2 separate regions of the Macaca mulatta genome follow, and region 2 is linked to region 1. The links are chromatin contacts, called in public Hi-C maps. All regions are on one chromosome and are shown on one strand. The core of a region is the stretch at or near the end of the contact, and the rest is flanking DNA. Distances in the headings are between cores, read along the strand shown.

Evidence for each region. A called contact is a pair of places that touch in the nucleus more often than the background predicts.
Region 2: a contact with region 1 is called in a Hi-C map of cortical neurons, with 4 times the contacts expected there. The contact joins the enhancer-like site here to the promoter of RAPGEF1 in region 1. A contact is called at or near these places in 4 of 14 Hi-C or Micro-C datasets (blood, cortical neurons, fetal cortex germinal zone and 1 more).

What each region holds. Positions count from the first base shown.
Region 1 is chr15:15,768,039-15,770,738 of T2T-MMU8v2.0, forward strand. RAPGEF1 (Rap guanine nucleotide exchange factor 1) reads left to right here and starts at 1,322. Exons shown (of 24, transcript XM_077967461.1): 1 at 1,322-1,407; 2 at 1,496-1,656. The coding sequence starts at 1,596.
Region 2 is chr15:15,895,725-15,898,424 of T2T-MMU8v2.0, forward strand. All of the region lies in intron 11 of RAPGEF1 (Rap guanine nucleotide exchange factor 1), which reads left to right. Among named protein-coding and RNA genes, the nearest start is that of UCK1, 86 kb to the right of the region's middle. Within about 2 kb of position 1,262, at least 16 of the 40 cell types and tissues checked have an H3K27ac peak or open chromatin away from gene starts, as enhancers often do. A contact at or near this core is called in cortical neurons, fetal cortex germinal zone and fetal cortical plate, where this site is marked.

The DNA.
Region 1 (2,700 bases), core at 72-2,571:
AGAGATGGGGTTTTGCCATGTTGGCCAGGATGGTCTTGATCTCCTGATCTCGTGATCCACCTGCCTCGGCCTCCCAAAGTGCTGGGATTACAGGCGTGAGCCACCGTGCCCGGCCACGACTTTTAATGAACTCATTTCCACACTAGAAAAGTTCCACAGCTGAGCCCCAGGGAGCCCATCTGGGTGTCAAATAAGCAGGGCAGGCAGGGTGTGCTGTGTCCCTGAGGGAGTTGGGCCCAGGTCAGCATGGGGGCTCTAGGTCTCAGGGAACATTTAGGCCTGAGTGGGGCCGACCCCAGCCCTGGACAGGTGGCTGTCGCTGACAGGGTGGCTGAATCCCATGTGAGGGGCTGGGGTGAGGAATGAATCCTCCGCCTTGGCATGGACCTTGGGCCAGCAGAGGGCTTTCATGCCAGAGTGGAGTCATTCCCTGGCTTGGAGCCTCTGGGCTGGCAGGAGGTCCTATGAGGCCACTCCCAGGCCCTGGTGTGGGGTCTCCCGTTAAGAAGGGGGTGCGGGCAGGGCACGGTGGCTCACACCTATATGTAATTCCAGCACTTTGGGAGGCCGAGGTGGGTGGATCACGAGGTCAGGAGATTGAGACCAGCCTGGCCAACATGGTAAAATCCCGTTTCTACTAAAAGTACAAAAATTAGCTGGGCATGGTGGCATGTGCCTGTAATCCCAGCTACTCGGGAGGCTGAGGCAGCAGAATCGCTTGAACCCGGGAGGCAGAGGTTGCAGTGAGCCAAGATCGCGCCACTGCACTCCAGCCTGGCGAGAGAATGAGACTCGGTCTCAAAAACAAAAAACAAACAAACAAAAAGGAGTGCTGCGTCTCTGGTTTGGGGGTGTCAGGACAGGCTCCCAACCAGCAGAGCTTGTTGGGTCCTGGTGAGAGTGAGTTCCAGGCCCTGGCGTGGAGCCTCTGGCCCACAGGGGATGCTGGGTCTGGGATGATGCTAGGGTTGGGAGGGTGTCAGTTCCACGCCCTGAGGCGGAAGATCTGACCCAGGAGAGGTCTCTGTGTCTCTGGTGAGGGGGCAGGCCAGGCTCTGGGCAACCGAGGACCCTGGGTTGGAGCTGTCAGTCCCAGGTCTGGACCTGGTGACTCTAGTCCCACAGCAGAGGAATGCGGAGTCCCAGGTGGGGTCGGCCCCAGGCCCCAGGCCTCAGGCCCCGGCGTGGGGACTCCGGCTCGGCAGGGGGCGCTGCGTCTCGCGCGTCGCAGCAGGAGGCTCGGGCGGCTCCGGGCCCACAGGGGGCGCTGTGGCGGTGCGGCGGGCGCCCGGCAGGTGGCGCTGTGGCCGTGGCCGCGGCCGAGGCCCGGCAGGCGGGCGGGCGGCGGCGCTGCGCTGCGGCCGGCTCGCGGGCCGGGGGAGCAGCGGCGGGCGCGCGAGAGGCGGAGCGGCGGCGGCGGCGGGCGCGGCGGGAGCGGCTGGGCCCGGGCGGGCTGGAGCGCGGTCGCCGAGCGGAGGGCCGCGGCCGCGCGGAGCCCGCCATGCCGGCGCGGGTCTGAGGCGTGGCGAGCCAGGGCCGAGGCAAGCGGCGGGCGCGCCGCCCCTGTCGCCCCGCGGCGGCCCGGCCCGGGCCCGATGAGCGGCGGCCTCGGCCTCCGGCGCAGCCCGGAAATGTCCGGCAAGATCGAGAAAGCAGGTGAGGCGCGGGCGCGGGGCGGCTCCCTCCGGCCGGGCCCGGCCCGGCGGTTCCGCCGCTACCCGGGCCGAGCGCGGGTCCCCCGGGATGCGCGGCCCTGCGTGCGCCGGGGCGGGGTGAAGCCACCGAGGCCTCGTCAGGACGCCTGGCAGACTCTCCTCCAGGCCCATTCCCTGCCGGGCGCGGGGGGAAGCGGCCGTTGCGGGGACGCCGGGGGTCGGGCCGGGCGTGGCCCCTGCAACCCGGGGCCGGGCGCGCGAGCCGCTCCGCGGTCCCCGGGAACTTCCGAAAATGGCTCGAGCCCCAGGCAGGGGAAGAACAGCCCGGGCCGCGTGTTGCTGCGGCTGCAACTCTCCGTGCCCGGCCTGGGCTCGGCGCTCGGAAGGTGAACTGAGCTGAGCTGTAAAATGTGTCATTTCTAACGAGCCTTGAGTTTAAATTTAACCAGACGCGTCCACTTCGGTTGCTTCAAAGGAAGCAGGCTGGATGAGTGGAGGCATTTTAAGGATACAGTCAAGTTTCCCCTCCCCACCCCGATCAAGCCCAGCCCTGCAAGGAGGGCAGGTGGGGGGCCGGTGGGTTGATGTAGATGATAAATCTTCATGCAGATCTCGTCTCTTTGTGTGTTCCTAGAAATCTAGGGGAGTTACCTTTCCAGTCCCTGGGTTTGCCTGTCCTGGAAATAGAGTCTCGAAAGATTCAATGACTGTCGCGCATATGGGGCCCCAGGCTTCATTAGCCTGCGGCACCTTGCAGGGCAAATGTGAATCCATGGGTCTAAGGTGAAGTGGGCGGGTGTTCCTGGGCTCCTGTACTGGGAGCGTGTCCTGTGGTCATAAGCCAAGTACCAGGTTAGCTTGGCGTCTGAATTAGGGAAAGCAGATTTTTAGGGAGCTGCAAAGGAGGTCTGTGGCTTTGATTTTGGAAGTTGCTTGTGTTTCCTGGGTTGAATCTGGGATACTCTGGTGGGGTGAACCCCTGCAGCGGACCCACAAGGCAATATGACTTTTGCAGGCTGTGGTTGAAGCACAGAAGGACATTTTT
Region 2 (2,700 bases), core at 12-2,511, 130 kb after region 1:
TCTCAAAAAAAGAGAGGAAGAAAAAGATCTTTCCTACTTTCTTGCTAAGGCAACACAGGACCCACCCCTAGTCCTTTTTCCATGCCAGGACTATAATAGAGAGAAGGTGTCACTGAAAACTGGTGCCTTTTCTAAGTATTTTACTTGTGAGAAAAACAAAACTGCTGCCTGGCCAGCTTCAGGCAGCTTTGCCTTTTAATGAATTGGCCACACGCTCGCATATGAGGTCATCGGCCTCCAGCATCGTTTTGACTCCCTTTCAGGGTTGTGTTTCCAAAGGAGCTGGTTGCTGATTCCACCTTTTCCCTGCCTGTCCTGCCGCACTCTGGCCAGTGCACCCCTCTCTGCATCCTGGCTTATGGATCAAGTCTCAGCTCACTGGGCTTTGCATGCCTGGCGTCATAAAGCACTCAGCTAAGGAACTCTCTGCAGAGTTGGTGAGGCTGTACCCTGCAGAACTATGGGATCGCATGGTTAGGGTCTGTCTCATGTCCGGGATACACTCAGTATTTCAGAAAACACGAACTGATTGTGATATCAGCCATCCCCACACCACCTCTTACCAGCTGTGTTATTAGGCACGTGGTCTCCTCTCCCAGCCTCAGTATTTTCATCAGTTATAAGAACCGTAAGGCACTGTGTGTAGGTTAATTGAGATGATTCATGCAACGCCTCATCTGCCCAGCAGGAAGATGCAGTAGGAGTAGTTGTTCTCTTCCTCGTGAGGCAATCCCTGCTGTGTTTCGACTGACTGTGTGACCAGGGCTGACGTTGGGGGCCAGACACCCCCTCTCCTAACTGGCACCCCTAGATCTTCTGCAGAAGTTTGCAAGTCTCAGACAGGCAGCCCTTCCCGTTCTAAAATCCTCAGCCCAAACAGTCTTATTCTGGCTATAAATAAAAGTTCCTGCTACACAGAGAGCAGCAGCTCGTCAGAAGCAAAGCCGGGCACGAGCCAGATCCTAAAATAAACCCCCGGCTGTGGTGAGGCGGCGTTTCTGTGGAACGGCCCTCCCTGCCTTTCTCCCTGCCCCTGTGGGTAAGTGTGATCATAAGGGGCTGGAAGTATTGCTCTGGAGAATCGGTAGAGATGGGGGCCTGTTGAAAATGGTGTGACCATGAGCCCCGATGCAGCTGCTGGCATCTGCAGAGCCCAAGGGGCACAGCAAGGGCTTCATGGTGATCAGAAGGCTTTCCCTGTGTCTCCCTGCCCCGTGAAGGTACCTTTCCAGTTTGGCTCTTGTCCCAGCATGACTGCATAGCTTGAATACCAGAGTGTGAGCTCACAGCTGCAGATGGAGGGCCAGGGCAGGCCAGGCCAGGCCCCTTTGTCCAAGAGAGGCCAACTCTCCTTCCTTTCTCCTTGGTAGCTGCCCCCTCCTTGGCAGTCCACACCCCAGGTCGTTTCCCTGAGCCTCCCTCCCCAGTGTCTGGACCTGAACCCATGCAGTGGGTGAAGTTTGTCTCTTACCCATCCACGCTCAAAACTGAGCCGCTGCTGTGAGTCAGGCAATATTCTAGGCATCTTAATTAATAATACGGTGCCTAGACTATGTATTAGGTGCCTACTAAAATACGTATCAGCAAATACGTATTAGGTCCCTACTGAATGCCCCAGTGCTGTTATTTCGAGCAGTTCCTGGGATTGTTTGGAGGGCAGGAGAAGACAGCTGCTGCTGGCCGAGAGGTCGCCCACACCAGCAGCACGCGGAGGACCTGCCTGTAGCGCTCTGCGTCTCACGGAACGTCCGCAGAAACCTTGTGGGAGAGGGGCTGCTTTCATCCCCGTTTTAAAGATGAACAGCTTCAGCTAAGGCTCAAGAAGTTCAGTCACTTCTACTAGGGCACACAGGCAGAGATGCCACGAGGGGCAACTGGAGACCGTGCAGTCAGCAGCTGCCCTGTGCCCTCTCCCGGAAGAGGCACCACGCTGTGGGAGTCTGCCCCTCACCTCGTTGAATTAAAACCCGCTAAACACACCGTGTGGTTGGTTAGGAAGACACTTCTCCAACTTAGTACATTTTGTGATGACACAAAAGCCATTTGTGTGTGTGTAAATCAGGTGCTAGTTATTGCAGGGCACGTGTAAGCACAGAGTGACTTTACATGGCGCCAATGAGGCTGTGTCAAGACTCCAGAAGGAGCTGGCCTGGAGCATGACTCTTAAACTAGGCGGCAGCAAGACAAGGTGAGCGGGAAGTGTTTAGCAAATCTCATGGCAGTGTCTGGGTGTTGGGAACGAACATCTGGCCGATCTGAGAATTTGGGCTCCTGCAAAAGATTGAGCCACTCCCTGAAACAGTCATGCAAGGGTTTCCTGAAGGCGGCACGCCGTCCTACCGCTCAGCCAGTGCATCCCGCTCGCTGTCTTCTCTGTGGACCTTCCCAGCCAGCGAGGGAGCCTTGCTGTGTGCAAGCGTCCTCCAGAGATGCGATGGAAAACCCAGAAAGCCAAGCCCTTCACCCCACTGCCATCCCAGGAAGGCCCAGAGTGAGCTCCCAGGCCTGCAGCGCCATCCTGGGTAATTGCTGTGAAACACTGAAGTGTTGCGTGGAGCCTGCTGTGAGGGCTTAGGTGAGGGCGGCAAGCCAGGGTGTACCAAGTAGGGTGTCTGCCCCCCCGAGCTTCTCCTGAAAGAAGGATATGAAGGGAACTTCACTTGTACAGGTACTTGAGTGTTCAGTGCTGGTCGCATGCAT